6 separate regions of the Mus musculus genome follow, and all the other regions are linked to region 6. The links are chromatin contacts, called in public Hi-C, Micro-C and promoter capture Hi-C maps. All regions are on one chromosome and are shown on one strand. The core of a region is the stretch at or near the end of the contact, and the rest is flanking DNA. Distances in the headings are between cores, read along the strand shown. Region 1 overlaps Jak1 (Janus kinase 1). Region 2 overlaps Cachd1 (cache domain containing 1). Region 3 holds the start of Jak1 (Janus kinase 1). Region 4 holds the start of Raver2 (ribonucleoprotein, PTB-binding 2). Region 5 overlaps 0610043K17Rik (RIKEN cDNA 0610043K17 gene). Region 6 holds the start of BC062258 (a long non-coding RNA gene).

The links. Promoter capture Hi-C pulls out the DNA fragments that hold promoters and counts their contacts. Hi-C and Micro-C count contacts between places; a contact is called where the count stands out from the background.
Region 1: a promoter capture Hi-C map of liver shows a contact between it and region 6, with 3 times the contacts expected there. The contact joins the enhancer-like site here to the promoter of BC062258 in region 6. A contact is called at or near these places in 8 of 39 promoter capture datasets (the 3T3-L1 cell line, HPC-7-derived erythroid cells, cranial neural crest and 4 more), 2 of 484 Hi-C or Micro-C datasets (the G1E-ER4 cell line and liver) and 1 of 115 datasets of contacts at active chromatin or transcription factors (large pre-B cells).
Region 2: a Micro-C map of the G1E-ER4 cell line shows a contact between it and region 6. The contact joins the enhancer-like site here to the promoter of BC062258 in region 6. A contact is called at or near these places in 3 of 39 promoter capture datasets (frontonasal cranial neural crest, hippocampal neurons and second pharyngeal arch cranial neural crest), 4 of 484 Hi-C or Micro-C datasets (the G1E-ER4 cell line, cerebral cortex and palatal mesenchyme) and 2 of 115 datasets of contacts at active chromatin or transcription factors (astrocytes and embryonic stem cells).
Region 3: a contact with region 6 is called in a Hi-C map of B cells, with 8 read pairs. The contact joins the promoter of Jak1 here to the promoter of BC062258 in region 6. A contact is called at or near these places in 2 of 39 promoter capture datasets (hippocampal neurons and liver), 2 of 484 Hi-C or Micro-C datasets (B cells and the G1E-ER4 cell line) and 1 of 115 datasets of contacts at active chromatin or transcription factors (large pre-B cells).
Region 4: a contact with region 6 is called in a promoter capture Hi-C map of hippocampal neurons, with 6 times the contacts expected there. The contact joins the promoter of Raver2 here to the promoter of BC062258 in region 6. A contact is called at or near these places in 4 of 39 promoter capture datasets (hippocampal neurons, liver, second pharyngeal arch cranial neural crest and 1 more) and 1 of 115 datasets of contacts at active chromatin or transcription factors (cardiomyocytes).
Region 5: a contact with region 6 is called in a promoter capture Hi-C map of liver, with 3 times the contacts expected there. The contact joins the enhancer-like site here to the promoter of BC062258 in region 6. A contact is called at or near these places in 1 of 39 promoter capture datasets (liver), 1 of 15 datasets of contacts at CTCF or cohesin (large pre-B cells), 1 of 484 Hi-C or Micro-C datasets (palatal mesenchyme) and 1 of 115 datasets of contacts at active chromatin or transcription factors (large pre-B cells).

Annotation. Positions count from the first base shown.
Region 1 is chr4:101,171,660-101,174,505 of GRCm38.p6, forward strand. Jak1 (Janus kinase 1) reads right to left here. Exons shown (of 25, transcript NM_146145.2): 10 at 2,427-2,550. Among named protein-coding and RNA genes, the nearest start is that of Gm24468, 14 kb to the right of the region's middle. Within about 2 kb of position 1,327, at least 81 of the 459 cell types and tissues checked have an H3K27ac peak or open chromatin away from gene starts, as enhancers often do. A contact at or near this core is called in liver, where this site is marked.
Region 2 is chr4:100,992,499-100,995,356 of GRCm38.p6, forward strand. Cachd1 (cache domain containing 1) reads left to right here. Exons shown (of 27, transcript NM_198037.1): 24 at 231-392; 25 at 1,537-1,614; 26 at 2,237-2,338. Among named protein-coding and RNA genes, the nearest start is that of Raver2, 75 kb to the right of the region's middle. Within about 2 kb of position 1,608, at least 30 of the 459 cell types and tissues checked have an H3K27ac peak or open chromatin away from gene starts, as enhancers often do. A contact at or near this core is called in the G1E-ER4 cell line, where this site is marked.
Region 3 is chr4:101,263,754-101,266,641 of GRCm38.p6, forward strand. Jak1 (Janus kinase 1) reads right to left here and starts at 1,529. Exons shown (of 25, transcript NM_146145.2): 1 at 1,289-1,529.
Region 4 is chr4:101,067,662-101,070,476 of GRCm38.p6, forward strand. Raver2 (ribonucleoprotein, PTB-binding 2) reads left to right here and starts at 1,377. Exons shown (of 12, transcript NM_183024.1): 1 at 1,377-1,668. The coding sequence starts at 1,453. It overlaps Gm35956 (a long non-coding RNA gene), which reads left to right and starts at 1,676. Exons shown (of 2, transcript XR_867959.2): 1 at 1,676-2,815.
Region 5 is chr4:101,368,594-101,371,302 of GRCm38.p6, forward strand. All of the region lies in intron 2 of 0610043K17Rik (RIKEN cDNA 0610043K17 gene), which reads left to right. Among named protein-coding and RNA genes, the nearest start is that of E130102H24Rik, 14 kb to the left of the region's middle. Within about 2 kb of position 1,333, at least 9 of the 459 cell types and tissues checked have an H3K27ac peak or open chromatin away from gene starts, as enhancers often do. A contact at or near this core is called in liver, where this site is marked.
Region 6 is chr4:99,928,154-99,931,072 of GRCm38.p6, forward strand. BC062258 (a long non-coding RNA gene) reads left to right here and starts at 1,665. Exons shown (of 2, transcript XR_003955079.1): 1 at 1,665-1,861; 2 at 2,492-2,919. Pgm1 (phosphoglucomutase 1) reads left to right here and starts at 1,298. Exons shown (of 11, transcript NM_028132.3): 1 at 1,298-1,658. The coding sequence starts at 1,413.

The DNA.
Region 1 (2,846 bases), core at 77-2,576, 1.2 Mb after region 6:
GATGAAGGTCGTGAAAAAATGTCACAGGATTGTTGCAAAAGTCATAGGACTTTTGTTTAAAGAAAAAAACCAAAACCTTCACACATTTTAGAATGATCAATTATTGAAAACTGAACCCTAAATGGGTATCTATATCACCTCCTCTTGTAGAACAAGGTAGAAGAAGGGCAAAAAGAATGTGCGAAGGAGGAAGGGGTGGAGTGTTAGAGAGCCTTTTCCTGGCACACCACGGCTCCTGCACTCTTGAACTCTCAGTGATTGTGATATCAGGATAAGACTGGGCCGGTTAACATTTTATCATGGAGGGGAGGAAGGGATTAGGAGGCTTCCATCCCTCCTGATGAGGTTAATACAGTTAATAGCTGCTGGGGGAGGAAGAGACATTGTCTTTAGTGGTATAGCTGCTAGGATGGATCTTGTGTTCCTATGAGCAATCCTAATTAAAATCATTTGGTCATCAAAAAAAAAAAAAAAAAAAAAAAGACATGACAACGGAAGAAGGACTTTCTGAGAAGAGACTGGCAGGAGTTAGAGTGGGCAAGGATCATGGGGGTTGAATAAGGATCATATTACATATATATATATATATATATATATATATACACACACACATACATACATATACCCACACATGAATGAAAATATAATAAACCCATTATTATGTATAATTAATATATGATATTTTTATAAGAAAAAAACCATTAGTACTTTATAAAGATTAACCAGTGTATGTATGAAATAAGAACTGTGAAGGTTAAATTCACTCGGAACTCTTTCAGAGTGAGCCCTCACACACTATGAACCAGCCCAAGGAGAAGCACACACACTGGGAGCTGGGAGCTGGGAGCTGGGAGCTGGCTGTCCATCCAGGCCATAATTCCAGCACCACAAAAACCTGTCCGAGAAGCTTTCTTCCATGGCTCTTCTTATACAAAGAAAAAAAATATAAAGAGTGAGAGCCAGAAAGATGTCTTTATAGTAAAAACTGGGACATGACATTTAAGACATCCGTGTCCACAAGGTTAATGCATCCTACAAACCCAGACAATGGAACAGCACCACCTCTATCATATGGCCTCTGTAAGTTCTCTTTAGCTGCATGTACAATCAACAATCCTCTTTGTGACTGTCCTTTCCCCAGGCAACCTGACTGACTAGGATGTTGCTCTGAGTCTACCTCAGAAGGCGGGGCTACCTTACAGCCATGCATACTAATAAACTTCCTCCAAAGACTGACCAGTAAGTGAAAACAGGAAGCCACCAAGCCCAAGGCAGCCCTGAGGTCTGGCTGTTCAGGAACACTCCTGGAACTTTACCCAGTACATCTGGCAGCACTGGGTTCCTTATGTGACTTCCTCCTTCCACTTTGACAGAGCCCAGTCCTCGGGGCTCTCTTAACACTTGTCTCCTGTGTCTGATGCTTTGCCTCCATCAACAGGTTCTTTCAACTCAGTTTTCCAGTCTGGGTGAGTCTCACTATTGCTGGTAGATTTAATGTAGACTAACATAAAACTCACCACCCTCACTGGACCTGGTGGAACATTCCTTCAACCTTAGCACTCAAGAGGCAGAGGCCACTGATCTCTGTGAGCACAAGGCCAACTTAGTCTACATTATGAGATCAGGGACAGCCAGAGCTACACAGAGAAATCCTGTCTCAAAACAAACAAACAAACAAACAAACACACCAAGAAAAGCCCAACCCCACAACAAACAAAACCTCACCCTCGACATCTTCTAAAATTCTCTAAAACCTTTTAAGCATTCTAAAATGTTGCGTGAATAGAAAAGGCACTGCAGGGACCATGAATCAGCAATCGTTTGGAGCTGCATCTGGCTGTTTATGCAGCAGACACTTTGGGAAAGCAATTTATGTTAAAATGCCCAAAGCTGTTGCTGGGGGAAACAGGCCATGTTGACGAGGTGGCTCTTTGACATTAGCCTACACCAGAGAATGCCACAGGCAAACACAGTTCTAGGTTTGATGATTCTGCCACTGGCTATAGAGTAAGTCACTCTAGATAATTAAGCTAAAGTTCACATGTGCCTGATGGAATGGCGGTTTTCTGGTCACATTCTACCTTCTAAGGTTACAGTCCTTCTCCGGAGAGAAAAGAGAAGAGAAGGGAAGGAGGAAGAAAAGGAGAAGAGGGAAGGAAGGAGGGGAGAGGAAAGAAGAGGAGGAAGAAAAGGAGGAAGGGCGACAGGGAGGGAAGGAAGGAGGGAGGGAGGGAGGACCAGACATAGGAAGAATACAGAGTCGTGCTATTGAGTGTCCTATCAGGTAGGATATTCTTTCCAGACTACCAGAGACTTGCTCAGAGAGAGACCCTGGTGTTCCTTTCTCCCACAGTTCCTGGGCTGGGTGGTAGTGAACAGATACCTTGTAGCTGCATCCCCTGGCCCACATCTATGTCCCCACTGACCTCAGACTTTTCAAAGCAGGTGACAGTCATAAGAATGTTGTCAAAGTCGGTGCAGCTCCACCTCAGCACGTACATCCCCTCTTCACTCCCTTCCTGCCGCAGCTTATTGATGGCATATTCTGTGCTGGAGAGAGAAGTAGGCAAGGACAGAGGCTCAAACCATAGAACACAAGCTGCCAGGGACACCCAGCCACACCCTGTCACCTGCCTGGCTCCTAAGGTCCTCTCTGGCGTGGTATGAAGCACGTGGTGAGAAGGAGTTTGAGACATCCAGAGCTTCCAATTTCTAGGAAAAAAACTCACCTACTGCACCCAACACACAGAGGTCTGCTTTACTGTCACAAAATCTACAAAGACATGTCTCCACATCTTACCATAAAGTGTACCTTAATACTAGGAAGTAAGAGTAGCTAAGGATTG
Region 2 (2,858 bases), core at 358-2,857, 1.1 Mb after region 6:
AGTATCGGTGCTCTTGCTCTGTGTAGCAACCAACATTTAAGAATCAGGAATGAAACGAAGCTTCCACTCCCACATTCTTGTGTGTCAGTGAGGAATTTAGAGCATAGCACGGCTATCCACCAAACCCTTCTGCTCTTCTCCTTTCCCTCCCACCACGCTTGCTCCATGCCCACCTCTCCCTGCACTTGTGAGATGCTGACACGACACATCCATTCATTTCTTCTCCGCAGGTGATGAGGTGATCACACTAAACATGATTAAGAGTGCTCCGGTGGGCCCTGTGGCCGGAGGCATCATGGGCTGCATCATGGTGCTGGTCCTTGCCGTGTATGCTTACCGCCACCAGATCCATCGCCGCAGCCACCAGCACATGTCACCTCTTGCTGCTCAAGGTGAGTACAGAAAGCCTCTTGGAGGTTGTTGAGCAGCGATTTGAATAGGCCTCTCAGAAATCGTAGAGCAGCGTGACATCTGATGTCCCCAAAGCCTGCTTTCTAATTTAGTGCCTAAATTCCACATGCCCCATTTTGATTACCCAGAAAATACCAGGCCCTTTCCAGATACTGCCGGCATCCTCATCCCTCACATACTCCGTGGCTTACATGAACTGGGCAGCTAGCGTGCTGACCCACAGGGTGTCAGCATGCTGCCCTTGCAGGTCTGAACCCAAGCAAATCAGAGACCTCCAGATCATTATGAGCAAGAATTTGAATCTATCCAATGGCCTTCCTGTACATTAGAATAATCAGATCTTTCCAAACAGAATAAATCATCGAAGCAAACTATAAAAAGAGTTGGCCTATATTCGTGACCTTGTTGCCATCTGAGTCTGCCATCTGTACTCAAAGCCATTCCCACCCTTCCCGAAGTCCCCAGAGATATGTCAGCCTGCCCTTTGTGAAACTCACAGTTTTCCTGTCCACTTAGCTCAGCTTGTAGGACTAGTGACAAGTTGGTGTTAGGTGTTGCTATGACGACAGACCTGACACAGCATAGCCACAGAGAAAGGTATACCTACCTGAGAATCGGCTAGACTCAGGGTGGCCGCATCCAGTGTGGCCTTGCACCTGTATGCAGCTCTGGAGCCTTTTCACGGCTCAGCCAGTAACGCTTCAGACCCACTTCTTCTGCTTAAGCACTTGATAGAAGATTAACAATGAGCTGGCCTCCACCCGTTTCTTCTTTCTCCAGAACACTATTCTAGATGCTCTTCCCTTATTCTCTTGTTCTTCCTTTGTCTCTGCCCACCCATGTATCAGACAGAGGCATCTGTTCATTCTCTTGCAAGCTCATTATTTTATTTTATTTTATTTTATTTTATTTTATTTTATTTTATTTTATTTTATTTGAGGGGCTGGAGATAGAACCCAGCACACTTGAGGAGAGCTTTCTACCACTCTCCTCCATCCTCTGCCCTGAACTCATTCTTGACGGAATGCTGTCACCTAGCCATCAAACCATCACTCAGCAGGGTATTAAAGCCCATGGTTTTGTTTGATTAAATAGTCATGTTTCTCTCTTTCTAATGATGGACAGAAATGTCAGTGCGTATGTCCAACCTGGAGAATGACAGAGATGAAAGAGACGATGACAGTCATGAAGACAGAGGCATCAGTGAGTATCTGCCACCCCCTGCCTCGTGTGTCAGCGGGAGGCTAATCCAAAATAAATATTCTTTCTTATGTCCTTTTGGCTTGTATTAAAATTTCAGAAGCTTTGACATGGTAGATTTTTTTTTCCTCCCCTTTTCACTAGGAATAGGTGTGGGTCTCTGCTTTGTTTCAGAATATCTCTTTTTTTTGGGATGTTATCTTTTACACTTTCTTTGACCTAAAGCCTCTCGCCCCATGACTTTTCCAACATGTTGTTTTAGAAAGAGAACTTTCTAGAAAAAATTTTTTTAGTCCCCTAATTAGTGTACACATCTCAGAGTAATGGAAAAGTGCTTTCTTTCTTAAAAGAGACTTCTGTTGATGTTGAACTCCCATGGCCTTTCGCTGCCTAGACGTTAGCCTGCTGGTGCCTGGAGATAAGCAGCTGACCGCCCCTCCCTGCATCAGCCCTAAGCCAGCTTCCCCCACCCCCATCCTTAGGATTCTTTTAAAAATTATTTATTCTAACTTCTGAAAGACTGACCCTTCCAACACGTGAGTGAGTGGGCATGCTCAGAGCAAGGGGGTTGAACAATGAAGGCACTGGCACAGGAATGACATTAATTGTCCGTGACGTCCTACAGTCAGCAACACCCGGTTCATAGCTGCAGTCATGGAGCGACACGTACACAGTCCAGAAAGGAGGCGACGCTACTGGGGCCGCTCGGGAACTGAAAGTGATCATGGTAAGATCTGGTGTCCGGCATTCGAGCTCCCAGAGGCCTGGGCTATGCTGTGGGAGGCGGGCACAGACTGACTCTCTCTTTCTCCTGTTCTGTTCGTAAGCTAATTTATTTTGACATAGTTTCCCCAAAGGATACACCCAAGCATGACATGGTTTGAGAAAAGTGTCAAGCTAAAGGGCCCTGACCACACAGATTGCTTTCAAGTTTTTCTCCATCGAGAAGGTGGGGGCTGGTGAGATGGCTCAGTGGGTAGAGATTCTTGCAGCCATGCCTGATGACCTGAGTTCAATCCATGGAATCCACATGACAGAAGGAAAGAGCTGATTCCCCCAAGTTACCTCTGACTGCCCCACACCACAGTGTACAGGCACACATACACAAATAAGTGTAAATTTTTTTCTTCTCTATATAGCCTTAGCTGTCCTGGAATTCACTTTGTAGGCCAGGCTGGCCTTGAATTCATCGAGACCTTTTTGACACTTATTTCATATCTGTAACCAAATACCAGGTGAAAAAAACT
Region 3 (2,888 bases), core at 279-2,778, 1.3 Mb after region 6:
CCATGATGCACAAGAGAACAAACCGATCACTCAATAAAAAAGTATCCCCTAGATGTTGGAAAACTGAAGCCAGGGATGAAATGACTTTGCACACAGGGCCCCAAGTCTAATTTTTTACCTGGTAACCACACATGATCTCTCAACTTGGGTACTACTGACTGACATTTTGAACAAGATCATAGTTGCTCCACATAGCCCCAAATTCCAGTACTTGGAAAACATCAGAGTCCCCACAAGCAAAAGCAATAGGCAACACAAAATGTGGTTTTTAGAAAGGGAAGGTATAAAAATTTAATCAATGCAAAATGTTCATTTAAAAAGAAAAAGAAAAAAGTTTTTTACACCACCCGTAACTCAAACATTTTCTTTTTAAACGGGGAAGGCAACACCCAAAGACTAGATAATTTTATCTGTCTCAGCATTCTACTTATTTAACGGCCCAAGTTTTTAATGCCTTCTTCCCTGAAAGAAGTAAAGGTAATTTTATACTACCGTAAATACCTGCGACTGAGCTCTATGACTGGGGAGGAATTTTAATAGCATGGATACTGATGTATCCAAGCAGAGGCAGAAGACAGGTCACAGCCATGAATTAAGACTATTAGGGCCCAGTCCTAGTTCCCGAGAAATCACAGAGGATACACCTCCGAAGGGGGCACACAGGCACCAGGAGATAACCACACCTCTGGTCTAGTCTCCCTAAAGAACTCCCTTCATAAACACTCATCATCCTAGGAGCCTGGGAGTGTCTCCAGAGGGGTGCCTACTGCTTCTGAGTCGACGGGGGCGTTCGTTCGCGCGGAACCGGAGCCAGGAGTTGGGGAGCCACAGACACTGGTCCCAGTTTCGATGAATCGGGTCCCTTCGGGTAGGACCTATAGTCGTCTCTCCCCATTCCCTTCACCCATGGCCCTCCATCATGCTACATTCCGGCAAGCTGCGGTTCGGAGTTCCCGGGGCGCGCCCCCACGCAGACCCAAACCCCAAAAGTCCCCCACCCCCGCAAGAGCTGACCAGGGGTGAACGCGGGCCACGACCCTCGGCGAGTCCTGCGGTCCGGGCTGTTGCGGCGCCAGAGGCCGTCGGCGCGCAGGCCGCGGGGCCATAAACAGGATGTCGGCGGAGCGGGCCGCTGTTAGCGGAGCGGCCCTCCCTCGCCTCCCGGCAGCCCCGCCGCCTGGAAATCCCCGCCCCGGCCGCCCTGGCCGCTCGGCCGCCCGGCTCCGCGCCCCTCTCACGGTCCCCGAGCTGGCCACGGCGGTCTCCACCTCCCCACCGGGACACTCACCACTTCCGTGTGCGCCGGGCCGCGCGGCTCCTTGGCGCAGGGTCGATCTGGGTCAGGAGTCTGGCAGGCAACTCAGCCTGCCGTGCAGGGTCCGGCGTGGACACCCGCGGCTAAGGAGAGGCACCGAAAGGACGAGCGAGGCTGGGCGCGGACCCCGCGGCGCGTCAGCGGCTGCCGGCTACTCCGCGGCTGCGGCGGCCTGCGCTCTAAAAACGCACCGGCGCCCCGCCCCTCCAACTCTGAACGATCACGCCCCTTGTACGGCCCAGCCCCCGTGACGTCAGAAGCTGCTCCTACAATTGGACAGAGCCAAGACCCAAGACTGAGGACCTTGGAGTCCCCGCCTGCCCAGGCTCGCACTCCAGCAAGTGTCTCCGCTCGCTTCCGCTTACCAAGTAGCTTGTGAGAATTGAACTCAAACTGGACATACTGGCACACTTCTTTAATCCCAACACTCCGGGAGGCAGAGACAGGTGGATCTCTGTGAAATGACCTGTCCCCCCACCCCGCCAAAAAAAAAAGAAAAAGAAAAAAAGAAGAGAAGAGAAGAGAAGAGGGGAGGGGAGGGGAGGGGAGGGGAGGGGAGGAGAGGGGAGGGGAGGGGAAGGGAGGAGAGGAGAGGAGCGATGAAATCACTCACGCAGGGAATAAGAATTTGCCCTCTGGAGCAACCTGTGCCCTTGGAGGCATTATCCGTGCCCTGTGTGTTTACATCTGCCCCATCCCAGCCACTCTAGAAGATGGTTCTGGAAAGACTTGCCTAGCAAGAACGAAAGTCACTTTGTCAGTTGTTGCGATAAAATATTTGACAAAAGTAATTTAAGGAAAAAAGAGTTTATTACCCTGTACAGTTGGAGCGAACACAGACCATCATGATGAGAAGTCGTGATGACAGAAACTTGAGGTGGAAAGTCACATTGCGCGCATGCTCAGGAAGAAGAGAGGATGAATTCTTGTGTTAGCTTTCTCCTGGGTATTAAATCCAGGACCACAGTCCATGGAATGGTTCTGCCCACAGATAAAGTGGATCTTATCTCCATTACCCTAATCTAGATAATCCTCAAGGGCACAGCCAAGGGGATAGACTAGTCTACAGAATCCCTGCGCAAAGCAAGTCTTCTAGGAGACCCTAATCTAGGTAATGTTGAAGGGCATGGCCAAGGGGTAACCTAATCTAAACAATCCCTCACAGGTATAGCTGATCTCCTAGGTGATTCTAATAGTCAAACTGACAATACTAACCATCATGAGGACTTAACCAGAAACAAAACCTCCGGCTTCCACGAGTTTCTTCAGGCCCAGCCTCTGTTCTGTGGTGTAAGAGCTCCAAAAGGAGCAGGGGAGAGAAACAAACTATGGAAAAGAGTAATAAGAATTAACATCCATTCCTACCTAATCTGTGTCCAGTGCTTTTGAGTTTTCATTATCATAATCTTTCACAGTAGGTTTGTTCAGTCTTATCCTATCCACAAAAACAAAATAAACAAACAAAACCCTGTAGCTCTCAGGTGTCTTCCATTCTGGCATCTTAAACTTGTGGGGTGTTTGCCAGAGAAGACCTGATCAGACATGGGCTTAAGCCTTTAGAAAGACTTTCTTA
Region 4 (2,815 bases), core at 127-2,626, 1.1 Mb after region 6:
TTTCACCTAATGATCTGGAGGTTCACCTACCTTTTGGCAGCCTTCGCCTTCCTTTTATAGCTGAACAATATTCCACTGTGGGTACAGACTGTAATAGGCCTATTGGATCTTCTCTCTGTGTCTAGGGAATAGGGTTGTAAATACTGGGGCACCGCCCTCACTCATGTTAATGATGTAAGTATTCTAGAACAGTCTGAGGACTATTAACCGTAATTTTGGGGTAGAGTGATTACAGATGACTTATTTTTATAATATTTAGAACATTGAGCCTAATCACACCAGCTTCCATTTCTTCATGTGTAATGGGAAGAAAATAAGCTTTGCCTAATTGGATTTTTTTTAAAGGGAAGCACTGTAACATACTTAGAAATATGTGGGTGGCACCTGCTCAGTACTGAATTTATGATTTTATTCATTTGATGTGTGTGTGTGTTTCTCTGGAAGCCAGAAAAGTGCATTGGATCCGCTGGAGGCAGAGTTACAGGTAGTTGTGAGCCATCTGACTTGGGTACTCGAATTAGTACTGTGGTCCTCTGCAAGAGCAGCAAGTGCCCTAAAGCGATACGCCATCTCTCCAGCCCTTTCATGATATTTAAAGCATTTTCCTTTAACAGATCACTTGCTGGGTTAAACAGGCTTTTTTTTTTTTTTTTTTTTTTTTGTGCATTTTCATGGGGCACACTTAAGTAAGGTGTGTGTTCCTATTTGCTAATAGTCATTACAGCTGGTGAGAGTTGAAGGGTATTTATTATATTTTGTAGATCTCACTTTAACTAGGTATATCTTTCCACAGTATGTCTCCTTCCAAGTTTCAATTCAAATAATCAAGGAACTTATTCCCCTGCCTTCTGCCGAAGCTGTCCTAGTCTTTGTTTCAGCTTTGATTTGTGTTGCAAATACAACTAGCCAGGTTGTCATCTTAGGCCGCAAAGGGACCGATGAAAGATAATGATTTCTTATACACAACCAGGAAAATTTGTTATGCTCAGGTCTTACTAAATAATACCAAACCTTCCCCCAGAATATTTTTAGATAAATCTCATATGTTATTTTTCATCGAAAACTTAACTTTGCCAAATGCGCACTTCTTGATGTGTCAGAATTGAGGCCAGGAGTTCTCTGGCCTGCGCAGTGGCGCCTGAGGCCCTCGGATTTGAGAGGCGAGGCCGAGCGCGGCGAGCTAGGGGTAGTGTTGGTAGGGGTTCGAGTCCCACCATGTTACCGCGTCCTAGATTCCGCAGGTGTCCTGCAGGGGGAGGGGGCGGAGCGTCGGGGGCGTGGCTGGATAGGGCGTGTCTCCGGGCTCCGCCCCTCCCGCGTCGGCGGCTGCGGCGCCTCCCCCGCCCGCGCGCCCTTGCTCCGCGTCCGGCCCGCCTCGCCCCCGCGCGGCCTCTCCGCTTTCTCTCCCGCTTCGCTCCGGCCTCTCCGAGTCTGCAGCGGGGCGCCGGGAAGATGGCGGCGCGGGGAGGCGGCGCGGGGGGCGCGGGCTCGGGATCCGGACCCTCTGCTGGGACGGCGGGGGAGGCCGCGGAGCCCGCGCTGCGCCCGGGGGAGGTGGCTGCGCTGCACCCCCAGGAGGTGGCTGCACGGCTGCAGCGGATGCGACGGGAGCTGAGCAACCGGCGGAAAATCCTAGTGAAAAACCTGCCCCAGGACAGCAGCTCCCAGGTATGGGCACCGGGCCGGGGTGACCGGGGCGGGTTTGGGGACACCGCAAAACCGGAGGAGACCGTAATGGTCCCGGCGCCTAGGAGAGAAGGAGGTATGCGCACCGAGCCCAGAGCCCTTTGCCTCGACGAAGCCTTTCTGCAGCCAGCGAGAGCAGCGTGTTGGGAAACTGAGGCTGGGCAAGGCGGAGCGGCTCGTGCAAGGTCAGGGGGTTCTGGGGCGGATGCTGCCACGTCTGGTCTGTACTTTGTGTTCCCTCCAGCCCAAGGCGGTGTTGAAGGTGAAGGCGCGTGGTGGGGAGCTGAGGAGCTCAGATTTAGGGGGCTGGCTTCCGGAGCCCCTCGAGAAGGGAAGGGGTCCCGCGTAGGGTGTTGGGGACTTGGATTGCCACGGGGGCGGGGTCACGGGAAAGCTGGGCGAGTTCTTCTGCAGAAGCACTTGACCAAGTTTGTATGAAACAACTTTGCTCCGCTTGTTAAGGCCGCAGAGAGCAGAGGCTGATACTGCGCCGGCAGTCTTGCAGCCTTCTGCCAAACCAAGTATGGCAGGATTTGTTTCTGTGCTTGCGCGGAGTTTAAAGCTAAGCAGCTCGCAGTCTTTAATCCAGATTAACTGTTGCTTCTTGGATTAGAAAGCCCGAGTCGACTTAACTTCTTTTTTTTTTTTTCCCTGATTGCGAAAGTTAAAATCTTATTGTAGGAGCGCTAGAGAATTTGAAGGATTTTCTCGGGATTCATATTCATTCATTCTCATTCATAGCCCTCCCCATTTTTTTCTCTCTGTTTTTCCCTCTTTTCCTCTCCTTTCTTTCTTTGAGACAGCGTGCCAAGTATCCCCAGGCAGGCCTTGAATTTCTGATCCTCCTTTCTCCACCTACCATGTGCTAGGATTTCAGGTGTGTACCACAGGCTCGGCGCAACAGTCCTGCATGCATGAGAGAGTGTGTGTTTATTACTCCCAAGACTTCATGAATGCATGCAACACTCTACCAACTGAACTATAACCATGTTGTCTTTCTTCCTTTTCTTGTGCACAAGTATGCACATGCATTTGTTTTTGTTTTTTATCAAAAACATGAAACAATGTAGCATTCTTTAGGTTTCCTACAGTTTTCCTGAAGATGCTTGTACGTTGCATGTATAGGTAT
Region 5 (2,709 bases), core at 83-2,582, 1.4 Mb after region 6:
TGTTTTCCCCTTTCCAGTTCTCCCCTTCAGAAACCCTCTATCTCATCCCCCTTCCCCCCTGCCTCTATGAGGTGCTCCCCCACCCACCCACTCCCATCCTCCCACACTGGCCTTCCTCTACACTGGGGCATTGAACACCCTCAGGCCCTCAGGCCTCTCTTCCCACTGATGTCCAACAAGGCCATCCTCTGTCACATATGTAACCAGGGCCATGGGTCCCTCCATATGTATTCTTTGGTTGGTGGTCCAGTCCCTGGGAGCTCCTGGGGAGGGGGTGTCTGGCCTGTTGACACTGTTGCTCCCTCCATGGGGCTGCAAACACCTTCAGCTCCTTCAGTCCCTTCTCCATCTCCTCTATCAGGGACCCTCAAGCTCAGTCCCTCTGTATTTGTCAGGCTCTGGCAGAACCTCTCAGGAGACAGCCATATCAGGCTTCCATCAACAAGCACTTCCCATCATCCACAATAGCGTCTGGGTTTGGTGGCTGTATATGGGATGGGTCCCCAGGTGGGGCAGTCTCTGGATGGCTTTTCCTTCAGTCTCTGCTCCATACTTTGTGTTGATATTTCCTCCTGTGAGTATTTTGTTCTATAGGTGGTTTTCTAAATGAGCTCCTGCCCATATTTTCTCTGATGAGATAATAAGACACCCTCCCCCCCCCCAGGTTAGAGCTTCTTGCTAGCCCACCCATTCTAACACTCCTCCGGGGTTTTCCAAGAGTATGAGAGGAGAGCTTTTGTAGGAGGTGTGGGCAGAGACAGATACTCCACAGACACAAGAGCTGTCAGTTTTGCTTTCAGACATCTTTGCTGGGGATGGAACCCGGGGCCTTGCACATGCTAAGCACACACTCTATGACCGAGCCATACACCAGGCTGAAGTTTGACTTAGAGACGGCAAGAACCTACCCGTTTTAACTGGAACCTTGACTTTCTGCAAGTATCTGAATATGCAGCTAACACTACAGTTCAGCTTTATAACATTTCAACAGCAGAAAGACTCCCTCTTGCTTTTCTGTTTCCATCTTTGCTCCCACCCCAGTCACAGGCAACCCCTGAGCTGACTGTCACTACAGGGTTAGCCCATCCTACCTAGGATTTACAATTGTTATAGAAATGGATTCATAAATTATATGGTCTTTTGTGTCTGATTCTTTCCCTTTTTATTTTGACATTTAGGAGTGTGTGTGTGTGTGTGAGAGAGAGAGAGAGAGAGAGAGAGAGAGAGAGAGAGAGAGAGAGAAAGAAAATGTGTGTGCCTGTCATGGTGTGCATGTGAAGGTCAAAGGACAACCCACAGGGTCAGCAGCTCTCTCCTGACACCATGTGGGCTCCAGGAGTTGAACTCTGACCCCCAGGCTGTGTGGCACGTGCCCTGGCTGCCACACAGCTAGGCCCTGGTTCTTTCCGTTCCTTACAAGGCTATATTGTGGTGATATCCTACTCAGTGCTATACAATATTTTGTCAGCTTGACAGCGGGTGGAGATCCCTTCTCAAGGGTGGGTCATAATGAGTAAGACTGCTGCAAGTATTTTAATGCAAGCCTGTATGTGGACATAGTTTGTTTTTTAATCTCAGGGGGTTATCCAGAAGTTGAATTGTTAAGTTCAGTGTATGTTTAAGTTTTTTAAACATGCCAGACAGGTTGGGCACATTAGTTTGTACCCGGAGTCACACCTCCTCTGGAGGTGGGGGTTTTATGTACTAATTTGGTATCTTGCAATTTCATTAAACATACTTATTATCTTTAATACATTCATTTTGGTCATTTGGAGTTTCATGTGTGTGTATGAGTAGGAGGGGGGTGTATTGCAATTCAACTCAGTACCTTGTACATGATAATCAAGTATTCTGTCACTTAGCTATACCCAGCCCTTTATTCGTCTTTCATATGTCATTATGTTGTCTGAAATTATATTAGCTTCTTTTTTTAAAGAACTATTTGTGTTTACTTTATGTATACAAATATTTTGTCTACATGCATATGTATATATGCCTGGCGCCCACAGAGGCTGAAAGAGGGTATCTGATCCTGAAACTGCAGTTACAGACAGTTGTGCACAGCCCTGTAGGTGCTGGAAACCAAGCTAGGTCCTCTGGAAGAGCAGTATGTGCCCTTAACCGCTGAGTCCTCTCTCCGGCCCCACATTAGCTTTAAATTTTTTCATTACATTTTATTTATTGTGTGTGTTTGTACTCATATACACGCAAGCCATAACTTGTATGTGGAAGTGAGAGGCCAGCCTTTGGCAGGCAGTTCTCTCCTTCCATTGTGTGTCCTGAGGATTGAACCCAGGTTGTCCAGCTGAGCATTCACTGAGCCATCTCACTGGCCTGACCTCACTGAGACATCTCACTGGCCTGACCTCACTGAGCCATCTCACTGGACTGACCTTAGCCCCCCCCCCCCTTTTTTTAAAGACATAGTTTATGTATGAGTGTTTTGCTTGCATGTATATCTGTGTACTACATGCCTTCAGAGGTCAGAAGAGGATGTTAAAACTAAAGTTACAGACAATTGTGAGCAGCTCTATGGGAACTGGGACTAGAACCCTGGTCCTTGAACCCTGGTCCTCCTCAAGAACAAGTGATCTTAATCATGGAACGGTCTCTCCAGCCCCTGACATTAGTTTTCAAACAGTTATAACTCACAGTAACATTTACATGCTTTGCTCACGTCACGTCAGTCAGCATCTCTCTGTTGCTCGG
Region 6 (2,919 bases), core at 415-2,914:
GCTGATAATTTTAGGCTTGATAGGTTTTAAGTACAGTCTGATGACTGCATCAACTAATACTGATTTCACGTGGACTGTACTAAGCTGGGGTCATTTCAAGTCTGTATAGGTCTATGCCTCTATGGAATGTTTCTCTCTCTCTCTCTTTCCCTCTCTCTCTCTCTCTTTCTTTCTCTCTCTCTCTCTCTCTCTGGGTGTGTGTGTGTGTAGGAATACAGGCACAGTCATCATCACCACAACCTCTTTCTTGCAGAAATCCTTTTTGAAAGGTTTTACATTTGTTTAAGATGGACACTCACAGACTTAACTTTCTTAAAGGTATTTGTTTTCTTGGTATACTAAAATGACACATTTGTCAAGCAGAGACTCTTAACAAAAAAACAAAAACAAAAACAAAAAAAAACTAAGAAAGGCAGAAGAAAATATTCCTACCGAATAATCAAATCCTTTTTGACTGCCTTAGCTCTTGCTGTTTTCACAATCACTGGGTCCGCTGTCACAGTAATCCTTTGACGCCTTATAGCTGTATCTATGTTTATCTAGGCTGCCTTCAAAGTTTCCATTTCCTAGTTGTCAAACGTGATGGATGACAGACAGGCCAACCCTGGTAAGAGCCTGCCTGGCTTGTTCAGACCCAAACTGAGCTGAACTTCCTCAAGTGATGAAGGATTTTGTTTTGTTTTTCGAGACAGGGTTTCTCTGTGTAGCCCTGGCTTTCCTGGAACTCACTCTATAGACCAGGCTGGCCTCGAACTCAGAAATCTGCCTGCCTCTGCCTCCCAAGTGATGGGATTAAAGGCATGTGCCACCACCGCCCGGCGAGGAAGGATTTTATTATCGGAATTTCTCAGTGTTGTGAGCAGAAGCACGGAAAAATAAAACCCGTACTTTTGGAAGATCTAGAAACTATACACTAAACAAATCAGTTCTTCGGATATCCACAATCACTAATGAAGTAGCATGTGGCCCACAGCAAACACATAAAAAGTAGAAAGCTGAATATAACTTTGGGGTTGAGCCTGTCCTTGCAGAAAAAAAAAAAGTCGGAGGATGGCTTTTCTGTCTTTTAGACCAGCTTCTGGAATGTATACGTGACACTCTAGTCCAATCACAGTAACGTGCTGAACTCTTCGTCCTTGCACTATGATCGATAGATGAAGCTCTGCTCTCCAGTTAAAGAGCTAGTTTCTTTATATAGACCATTGGCTCAGGTAGAGATGTGTCAGTCGGGGAGACTCCGCCCCTCTCGACCCCGTGACCCGTCCCTCTTCCCAGGCAGCCGGACTTTGGCGAAGTGGGCGGGCCGTGGGCAGGCCCTGGGCCATCGTTTCCAGGGCAAGAGCAGAGCGGACCCTGAGCCCTCTGCAGCAGCCAGAGCCGCAGCCACTGTCGCCTCGCAGCCAACCGCCACCATGGTGAAGATCGTGACAGTGAAGACGCAGGCATATCCGGATCAGAAGCCGGGCACCAGCGGATTGCGGAAGCGAGTGAAGGTTTTCCAGAGCAACGCCAACTATGCGGAGAATTTCATCCAGAGCATCGTCTCTACCGTGGAGCCGGCGCTGAGGCAGGAGGCCACGCTGGTTGTGGGCGGGGACGGCCGCTTCTACATGACCGAGGCCATCCAGCTCATCGTACGCATCGCTGCAGCCAACGGGGTAAGGGACGCGCGGGCCGGGCTGAGCGTGTGCTACGTGCGGGCTTCTCTGGGCCGGCGCTTCCGTGCGCGCCACCATCCCGTCCCCGCCCCGCGCACGCTCCCTTGACCTTGGCAGTACCCCCGCCCCCACACCCCTATTCGGCTTCCCGTCCACCCCATCCCCCCACACCCCACGTTTCGCAATGGCTATGCCGGGGAAAGGTGAGCCCGCCGTGCAGACCCTGCGTGGCGCTGTGCTATTCTGGTCTGGGATTGGGGCACCTCCCGCTGACTCGAGGCCAGGTGTTGGGAGGGCCGGGGTGACCGGAGCACTCATCCCCCTGGGGCGTTAAGCCAGCGATCTGGGCCCGCAGGTGCCAAGCCTCTCTCCCTGCCCTCTGGTTGGCTTGGGAAAGGCGCTTCCTCCCCTGCCGGGCCTGCTGCCTGGGTTCAGGCTTTTGAAAAGTCCAGTCTCTGCTGGACCTGTTCCACCAAGGGGGCTGGACCTGAATTTTCATTAAAGCAATAACAATATACCCAAGGGCTCTCTTATGCAAGCTGTCCTGACAGGCCAGGAAATTAATGCAACGCCCCCAGTTCCGCCCCCTGGTTAAGAAGGTTAACTGTCTTAATTGAGCAGGTCCACTAGAGAGGTGAAACTTTTTTTTCTCCTATAAATCTGATGATTTGTAAATGTGGATTTGGAATTGGTTATTTGTTTCTACAAGATACTTTAAAAGAAGTTTTAAGGAACACGTTTTCTTTGTATATTTACAATAACATTGGACTTTCTCTCAGCTCCTCTGGGGCCCATTCCCTTCAACAATAACTTGTATTTCAACTTATTTCAAGCTGCCTTGCCAAGCACCGTGACAAACATTTCACTGGTGTGTCTCAAGAACCCTCTTGAAGCCCTATAAGGAAGACGCTATTATGGGTACTTTAAAGTCACCGAGGAGAGTACTAAAAAGCCTGGGCAGGTTAAAGAATTTACCAAAACTATAACGGGAACATTGAATCCAGCACGGACCTTCCGGTACCACTTGAGTGGCTTCTGAAAATCGAGGGACTCATAAATTGCAAGACCTTCTTTTTCCAGTTTTCAAGATCTAAACTGAGCTCTGTATGTAGACTTTCCTGGATGGGTCAGACATTGACAAACAGAGAAAGAAGTTGGGATTTGTATCTGTATGCCCAGGAGTGTTCAGACCACCACAGCTTTCCATGTGGGAGAGAGGCCGGTCAGCTCTGTGGGGAGGATCCCTTCAGCTCCACCCTTG